2 separate regions of the Mus musculus genome follow, and region 2 is linked to region 1. A link is a contact called in public Hi-C data. All regions are on one chromosome and are shown on one strand. Each heading gives the region's core, a stretch centred on a gene start, on an enhancer-like site or on the middle of the called end of the contact. The rest is flanking DNA. Distances are from core to core; before and after follow the strand shown. Region 1 overlaps Cradd (CASP2 and RIPK1 domain containing adaptor with death domain). Region 2 overlaps Cradd (CASP2 and RIPK1 domain containing adaptor with death domain).

Region 1 (4,302 bases), core at 1,563-4,062:
GCTCATGGTCCTGCCCTTCTTTTAGGAATCTGCACACTAATAGGGAAAGCATCAATCCACTGGAGTTGCTCCATAATTTATAGTGATGTTGTGGTTTCTCAAACCACCTCTGTAATTGCCATTTGCCCGAAAATCAGCAGCAGAGATCTTATCCAGGGCTATGGGGCCTGCTTGTTTTCTTTAGCCTGGATATCATCAGTCTACATGTTTATATATTTTATTCAGAAGATTAAAGTATGGCTTAAAGGAATATTTAAACATTTTTTTAATTTAGAGAGTAGTCACTTATGTGAAATAATGTAATTTCTCTATTTTGAAAAAGAGAAAAACACAGATCTGTATGTCCAGATGATGTAACTTCCACATAAGGAATCCTTAATGTCTTCTGCAGGTCTCCCGGGGGGTCTCATGAATGGTTGAGGTGACCCATTGCCTGAAGGCCAGCCAGCAGTGGGAGCGCTAGCATTAAAACTGTCTGTTGGTCACAGTCTGCCCTCCAGGGAAACAGCAGGTGCTTTGGAGCTTAGTCTCTCAACAACTGCACCATGTCTTTAAGTTTCAGATGTGGTTTTAAAGGACATGGGTCCATGAACCTAACATTTCTGCCACTGTGACTGTGACGTGTTCACATTAGAGGCAAGCTCGCCCTGCTCCCCTTGGGCTGTAGCCATTTCTGTCTTTATGAGACCTTACCCCCTAAGACAATAAAAAAGTAAGTATATGATAGTTAATGAAGGTGAACATGGAGATGTTATTTATTCAAATATTTCATTCACCTAATGTCCACTTTTCCCCCTCTAATTATGAAGATAAAAAATAACTTTTTCTTATTCTCCCCAAAATATTATGAGCTCTCAGTGCTGTCCCGTCCTGCCTATGGGTAAGACAACTCTGATTAGAAGTCTTTATTTTTCCTTTTACAGGTTTTTTTTTTTTTTAGATTTTACTTATGAATTATAATGTCCATGTTTTTAATAAAAACAAACAAACAAACAAACAAAAAACAACCAATTCCTTACCCCAGAGAGCAGCTATGCTCACCCAGGAAGCAGCTGCACATTTGATGGGAATGAGTCAGGTTGTCAGATCTATAGCAGTTCATTTTTCTGAATAAGAAATATATATTTTTTTACATTGGCAAACAAAACAAAACAGCAACAGCAGCAACAACAACAACAAAAACCAACCCAAAAATGAATGTCATTTGCCTACCCCGTTCAGTCTGCCTGCCTGGCCCCAAGCAGCTGTAGTTCTTGCCAAATGGCTAAGCACAAACGCCTGACTCAGCATTTTCTTGCTCGCTGCTTCCAGCATCATGTAGTGATTACGACTCGTCAGTTCTCCCGACTCACTGTCTCCCCACAGCCCCCCATCCTCCCCCACTCCTTGTCTAGAGCGATATAAAGGCGTGCACATCTACTCCAGCACCCGATGCTAAGTTGCTGCAAGACCAGCTGCTACTTCCCATTCATCCAGCTTCTCATGGCTTCCCCGTACAAACCCTGCATGTAAATATAGAGGAATCCAAGCTATACTGAGAAGGGAAAGGAAAAGAATCCCCACAAAGTATTGTCATCATTCAGGGAACATCTGTCCATGCATGGAGATGATGGATGGATAGATGGATGGATGGATGGATGGATGGATGGATGGGCAGGCAGATGGACAGACAGACAGAAGGACAGATGGACAGAAGGATGGACAGACAGATGGGTGGGTGGATGGATGGGTGGGTGGACAGACAGACAGGCAAAGTGAGATGGGGTGTTTTTAATAGAAGAGCAGTCAACAGCTTTATTACAGAGCTTTATGGGAACTGTAGTTCAACTACAGCCAACAAGAGATGTAGTTATAAACTAGGAGATGGTCTAGAAAAGCCGATATGTATTGTACTATTTTGAAAGTTTGAAAATGATTACTTAATTTTCTCAAACTCACCCACTGTCTTAGTTAGGGTTACTATGGCTGTGACGAAGCATCATGACTGAGCAGTGTGGGGAGGGAAAGGGTTGCTTGGCTTCCTCTTCTACACGCCCTGTTCAGCATTAAGGTTGGGCCCTCCTGCATCCCTTACTAACTAAGAAAACACCCTGCAGGCTTGCCTACAGCTGGATCCCAGGGAGGTATTTCCTTAATTGAGGTTTCCTCCTCTCTAGCCTGTGTCAAGTTGACATAAAACTAGCCTCTCCTCCCTAAGATAATGGGTTGGGGGGTGGGGGAACTGAGTGGGAAAGAATTCTGACCTTTGAATAAACATTTTTTCATTGTAAAAAAATGCTATTTATTTCTCTTTACAAAGTTGGGAGAGGGGTGAAGAACTTTCCTAGTGGGCTTTGTATTTTCTAGTTGTTTCTGTGGTGGAGCTAGTGTTGCTGGTCAGTTCTCTCCCACTCTGGAGTACTACACATACACACATACACACACACACACACACACACACACACACACACACACACAGCTACATACATGAATGTTGAGCTAAGGCATCCTTTACAATCACTCTCTTATCCCAAAGCGTCAGGGGAGAGACTGCTGTATGCAAAGCATTGTTCTGGGCACCTGGGTGCATCACTGGGCAAATGGACGAAGCTCCGTTTGCTCAACAGGAGTTGACAGCTCCAGGGACATTGAGCGGTGCCAGGGACGGGAAACCGCAGCAGCACACAGACAGTGGGTAAGAGGTTACAAGGTCATAGGTGGACAAGGGAGATCTCAGAGGAAGTAGGAACTGCATCTGAGAGCTGTGAAGGTGGTACAGCTTGATGAGAAGTTCTACTTGTGACCGAGGAAGTGTCCCACAGAAAGGGGAGAGCTATGATAAAGCTGTGGTCTGAGGGCGGAGCTCAAGGAAGGAGAAACAGCCATGTCAGGTCCTGGTGAGGCTGTGGAAGGTGTGGCTCCCCGAGAACATCTCAAATGTTTTATACAGTTTGGAAAAAAAAAAAAACTGTAGCAAATATTCATCTCACTGGTTTTTTTTTCCTTCAGAAGGTTTGTGGTCTTTACAAAACAGAAATAATGGATTAACCAAAATTTATTCTGAAGAGCCTGCACGGCTTGCTTCTATTTTAACAGCTGTGTAAGGGGATGCAGTGCTAAATGATTAGTGGAGGATTTAATGAGAACTCAAAAATCACAGTCTGAAGAAAATAATAAAATCACTTCTGAAAGACAGTACCACATTACAGCTAGATGAAGCCTTGGGTGCCATCTGGCTTTATCATTTACAAATGATCGGTCTGGGAAATGTGAAGTGACTTAGCCCATGCTACCTGGTTACCTGCTTGGTGACAGGCTTGTCTTTAGAGACTGACCAGACCTGCTAATCCAAGGCCCAGAGCATATCCACACTAATTTAGTGAAAACGCAATTGTTGATAACAGTCTCATTGAGTTTCCTAGACTTGACAGTCAAATCCAAGTTCCCATCACAGTGAGTAGGATGTTATTTGTGTTTGCAATATGGCCTTCATCTTTGGGGTATACTGGAAATTGGTTGCAGGAAGATCAAATAGTTGATTCCTCTGCCTTTTGGGGAACACTGGATGTGCTTTGTGGTTGCCCATCAGAATGAAGGTTTCTAGTTGGCTTGCTTTTCCAGGTGCTTTTCTTACAGCCTCTGCTGCCTTCTGAGCTGGAGGTAAAAAGATGCCAGAGCACAGCATAGACACCAAGGCTCCCTCCCCAGCGTCCACTCACCTGAGGCTCCCTCCCTAGCATCCACTCACCTGAGGCTCCCTCCCCAGCATCCACTCACCTGAGGCTCCCTCCCCACCATCCACTCACCTGAGGCTCCCTCCCCACCATCCACTCACCTGAGGCTCCCTCCCCACCATCCACTCACCTGAGGCTCCCTCCCCACCATCCACTCACCTGAGGCTCCCTCCCCACCATCCACTCACCTGATCCCTCCTCAGCATCCACTCACCTGAAAGGAAAGTAGTCAAAAGCAAAAAATAAACCCTGACACCAAATCACCAGCAGCATACAAAGTTTGGAGAAGTGTCATGTACGGAAATGTCTTTAGAAACCCTTTTTAGGACCTAAAACCCCTTACCTACTAACCACCAACCCCCTTCCTCCCTCCTGTCCCAGCTGCCACACTGTTCTCTGCCTCTGTGACCACGATGATGTCAGGTCCTTCCTCTGAGTGGAACCGCAGGGTGCTTGCCTTCTGTGGAGAGGCCACATTTACCTAGCACAGTGTCCTCACAACTAGCCCATGTTGTAACATGTCAGAACTTTATTTCTTTTGAAAGCCAAATAATATTCTACTCGAAATGTTGGATAACCAAGTTGGTAC
Region 2 (4,225 bases), core at 1,444-3,943, 100 kb before region 1:
AACTGTCATACAGAAGCATATTCAACTGTCATACAGAAGCATATTCAACTGTCATACAGAAGCGTATACAGCTGTCACACAGAAGCATATATAACTGTCATACAGCAGCATATACAACTGTCACATGCAGCATATACAACTGCCACACAGCAGCATATACAACTGTCACACAGCAGCATATACAACTGTCACACAGGAGCATATACAGCTGTCACACAGAAGCATATACAGCTGTCACACAGCAGCATATACAACTGTAAAATAGAAGCATATATAAGAAAAAGAGCCCAAGAGAAGGCACAAGAGTCAAACACCCACTTGTCTATAAGAAGCATTCTCCCAGGAACTTGGGAAGCTATTTCCCACTTGCCAAAAGTAGTTTTCTTTTTAGCCATAGCAGAAGGGATGCATTGCTATTCCATTAACCTCTGCCTTCCTCTCAGCATAGGAAGGTCCATGCTAGCCTTCAGCCTCTCTCAGCCCCTACTCACAGATACTTGTTATACGCTTCAAAGCTTCCCACCCAGCTCGGAGGCTCCCTTCCTCCCAGGTGCCCAGCCCTTGTATCCCCTCAAGTTTTCCTCCCCCTTTCTCTGTACCCCGTACCCCATCCCCTTGGCAGTTTGGAATAAACTTTTACTTCTCCACCCTTGAAGTGGTAATTTTCATTTTTTTTCTCACCCCTTGCATTCAGTAGACACACACACACCCCTGCATAATAAAATGCATTGTTTTTGTTAGTATTTTGAGGAAACTTTGTTGGAGCAATGAAGAATATGACTCTTGTGCCTTCTGTTGGGCTCTTTTCCTTCTGTTGGTTTGTCTTGTCCAACTTCAGTGTGGTAGTTTTTTTATTTATCTTATTGTATTTTATCTTGTTATATTTAAAAAGCAAATTAACAAATGAATAAAAACCTAGCCACTAGGGTAAAGGTTACCGACTGATCTGTCCTTATACCTGCTGGGGGAGGGGAAATCAGTGTTCTCCAAGGAAGTGACACTGGGTACCTCATCCACTCCAGAGCAGCCCTCATGCTCAGGAGTAGTTGGCCAGTATATAATGGACTCCACAGGTGTGTGTGTGTGTGTGTGCGTGTGTGTGTGTGTGTGTGTGCTTACTTGGTTACAGGATTTTTGTTTGTTTGTTTTTTGTTTTTGTTTTTGGTGGTGGTTTATTTTGTTTCCTTTTGGGGGTTTTCCTGTTGCATTGGGCTTTTGACTGTGTTTGAGAAAGAACTTCACATTAGGTGGGTAGGGAGAGGTAGAAGACCTAGAAGGACTTGGGGGAGGGGAAGAATATGATCAGAATATATTTGAATTTAAAGAATTGTTTTAAATAATAAAGAGTACCACAATTAAAAGGGATATAAAATAATTTTATTTCACTTTCTCTTACCGCCTGGTGTACTCCCCCCCCCACCTCCTTTTTCTTACCTACTCTTTTCTTTTTCTCTAAAGGACTTCCTTTAACATTCCTTAGTTTGGGTTTGACTGCTGTGAACAGACACCATAACCAAGGCAGCTCTTATAAGGGCATTTAATTGGGGCTGATTTATAGGTTCAGAGGTTCAGTCCATTAGCATCAAGGCAGGAGCATGGCAGCATCTAGGCAGGCATGGTGCAGGAGGAGGTGAGAATTCTACATCTTCATCTGAAGGCTGCCAGCAGAATACTGGCTTCCAGGTAGCTAGGACAAGGGTCTTATAGCCCATGCCCACAGTGACACACCTACTTCAACAGGGCCATGCCTTCTAATTATGCCACTCCCTGGGCAGAGCATAGACAAACCATCACACCTTCCAATGCAGATATATTTCCAGAGATTCTCTCCAGCTTTGATTTAGAAATCCCTTCAGCTTGGAAGGATGAATTCACTAGACTCGAGGCTAATGTTTGTTTCTTTCCTACACTTTTAGGTCTCTTCACGCTTGGGCGATTTCTGAGCATTAGCAACAGTGTTCTCTTTGCTTCTCAAAAGCCAGCTTGCTTTTTCCCGATAGTTTACTTCAGGAATTTTCATTAATAATTTTTCACTAACTGAAGCTTGGACACAGTAAGCCTAACTGCATTGGCTTTGTGTGTGTTTCTGTGATACGTGTGTGCAGGGGTATGCACGTGCATATGTGTGTGTGTATACGTATGTATGTACATATATGTGCATATGAAGATATAACCGCGTATGCATGTGCATGTCTATGTGTATAGTATGTGTATACATGTGTATATTTATCCTGCATAATATTCTTTGAGCTTGGTGCACCTGTGGTTTTGTGTCCGACCTTTGGGGGGAGATTCTCAGCATTACCTCAAGCACTTCTGTCCCAGTCGTCGCTCTTCTTTCCTCTCCAGCGCTCCCCTGATACAGGCCTGTAGGTATCGCACAGCTCTGGCATGTTTTCTTGTCTCGGTTCTTCCTGCCTTTCAGTTGGTGGGATTCTGTTGATGTGATAGATACTGTTTCCTGAACACAGAGCTCACCAAAAGCTCTTCCTTATGGGTTCTTTCTCTGTGGCTCCCCGGCCTATCCATTCTTAACATGCTGACTACGTGTTAGAACCGTTCCCTTATAACCACAGTCGCGTTAAGTTCCTGATTAGTGATTTCTACTTATAATCGGACATGAGGGCTGCGTAGAGGGCACAGCTGTGACTGGGCCTCTAGCAGATGTGATAAGGCGTGGGAGTGAAGCCTCTTGTGGGTCCTCTGGTGAGGTCTCCGTGGTTTGGTGAGCCTGCGTAGCTGCTCTCTGAACCTCACAAGTGTTTCTTAGGTGAGAGGGTAGCGAGGTTGGGATGAAGTGGGGGTCAGTTATGATCTTATATTGGCCCGGCAGGTTATCTGTGGTTAGTTTCCCCTGTGCAGACCTGCCTGTGTCTTTCACACTGGATCCCTTTCTTCGTCCCCACCCGCTGGAAGCATGCAGGGGTTTTCCTGTGGACATTTCTGTCCCAATCCACTAGGTTCCTTCTCTGTGTCTGGTGGTTGTCTCTCCAGTGGTCGGGAGACTTGCTGCTGAATGGTCACTGTTTTCAACTCTCTGCTCGATAGGCAGAGGGGTGACTTTCTGAGCATCTTGGAATAAGAAAACAATTTTTGACCTACTTTTTGTTTTTAAACATTTATCTGTGTGTGTCTGTGTGTGTGTGTGTGGCGTGCGCGCGCGCGTGCACGTGTGCTTCCATGTGCATCCCATGTTGGCATGTGTGCAGATCAGAGGATTTTCCACCATGTGAGTTCTGGGTATTGAACTCAGGTCATGAAGTTGGTGAGCAAGCACCTTTACCCACCAAGCCCCCTTTTACTTTTTTTTTTTTTGTCTTTGAAAAGAAAATGTAAGGCTGGTGTAGCAGCACAGGCCTTTAAGCCCAGCACTGAGGCAGGTGGATCTCTGTGAATTTCAGGCCAGTCTGGTTTACAAAGTGAATTCTAGGGCAGCGAGTGCTACATAGTAAGACAGTGTCTTAAAAACAAAAACAATAACAACTACAACCCCAAAACAATAACAACAAAAGAAGATGAAGTGTAAATACCCCCCCCACCCTCCGGTCGAGATACTGGCCCTGGCCGCTCTTGCAGAAGGAATGAAGACGAGGATGTAATCACGCCCAGGTGTGCTGGAGGAGGAGGCTTTTATTGTTGATGGGAGAGAGCGCGCAGCCAGAGGCAGCCAGAAGAGTCCAGATCAGGGGGAGAAACTAGCAGACTGAACTGGGCCATGAGAAGGGAGGGGGTGAGCATGGAGAGAATAAGGGGGAGGGGGAAGAGAGGAGGCCAAGAGAGGAACCAAGAGGCCAAAGGGGACAAACGAGGGTGGCCACAATGGCTGGGTTATATAGGAATCAGAAGCTCGGGGAATGGAAGATGTGGTAGCTTTTCCTGGTCGTCAGCTTGACGACATCTGAAATGAACTCCAATCCAGAACTGGAGGGCACGCCTGTGATCCAGATCTTGAGGCTGGAAGGCACAAGTGTCTGACATAGATCTTGAGGTGTTGTGGTCATGAAAAGCTTAGGCCCAGGCAAGGTAGTACATGAGACTTAATTCCAGGAGGCTGAGGCAGGGAGTTCAAAGGTCAGCCTGGGACAAAGCAAATCCCAGATCCAGGAGTGGTGATACACACCTTTAATCTGGGTCACACCCTACCTTAAGGACATTGGAAGAAGGAAGATTTGCTCTACTTGCAATGACTTGCCAGCACATCTGTTGAAATCTACTCCTGCAGGAT

Evidence for each region. Hi-C and Micro-C count contacts between places; a contact is called where the count stands out from the background.
Region 2: a contact with region 1 is called in a Hi-C map of CD8 T cells, with 1.7 times the contacts expected there. The contact joins two enhancer-like sites. A contact is called at or near these places in 7 of 484 Hi-C or Micro-C datasets (CD8 T cells, embryonic stem cells and pro-B cells), 4 of 115 datasets of contacts at active chromatin or transcription factors (embryonic stem cells, heart atrium and memory CD8 T cells) and 1 of 9 other capture datasets (embryonic stem cells).

Annotation. Positions count from the first base shown.
Region 1 is chr10:95,178,816-95,183,117 of GRCm38.p6, reverse strand. All of the region lies in intron 2 of Cradd (CASP2 and RIPK1 domain containing adaptor with death domain), which reads left to right. Among named protein-coding and RNA genes, the nearest start is that of Gm29684, 35 kb to the right of the region's middle. Within about 2 kb of position 2,812, at least 98 of the 459 cell types and tissues checked have an H3K27ac peak or open chromatin away from gene starts, as enhancers often do. A contact at or near this core is called in CD8 T cells and memory CD8 T cells, where this site is marked.
Region 2 is chr10:95,282,044-95,286,268 of GRCm38.p6, reverse strand. The region is part of intron 2 of Cradd (CASP2 and RIPK1 domain containing adaptor with death domain); the gene reads left to right. Among named protein-coding and RNA genes, the nearest start is that of Cradd, 40 kb to the left of the region's middle. Within about 2 kb of position 2,693, at least 24 of the 459 cell types and tissues checked have an H3K27ac peak or open chromatin away from gene starts, as enhancers often do. A contact at or near this core is called in CD8 T cells and memory CD8 T cells, where this site is marked.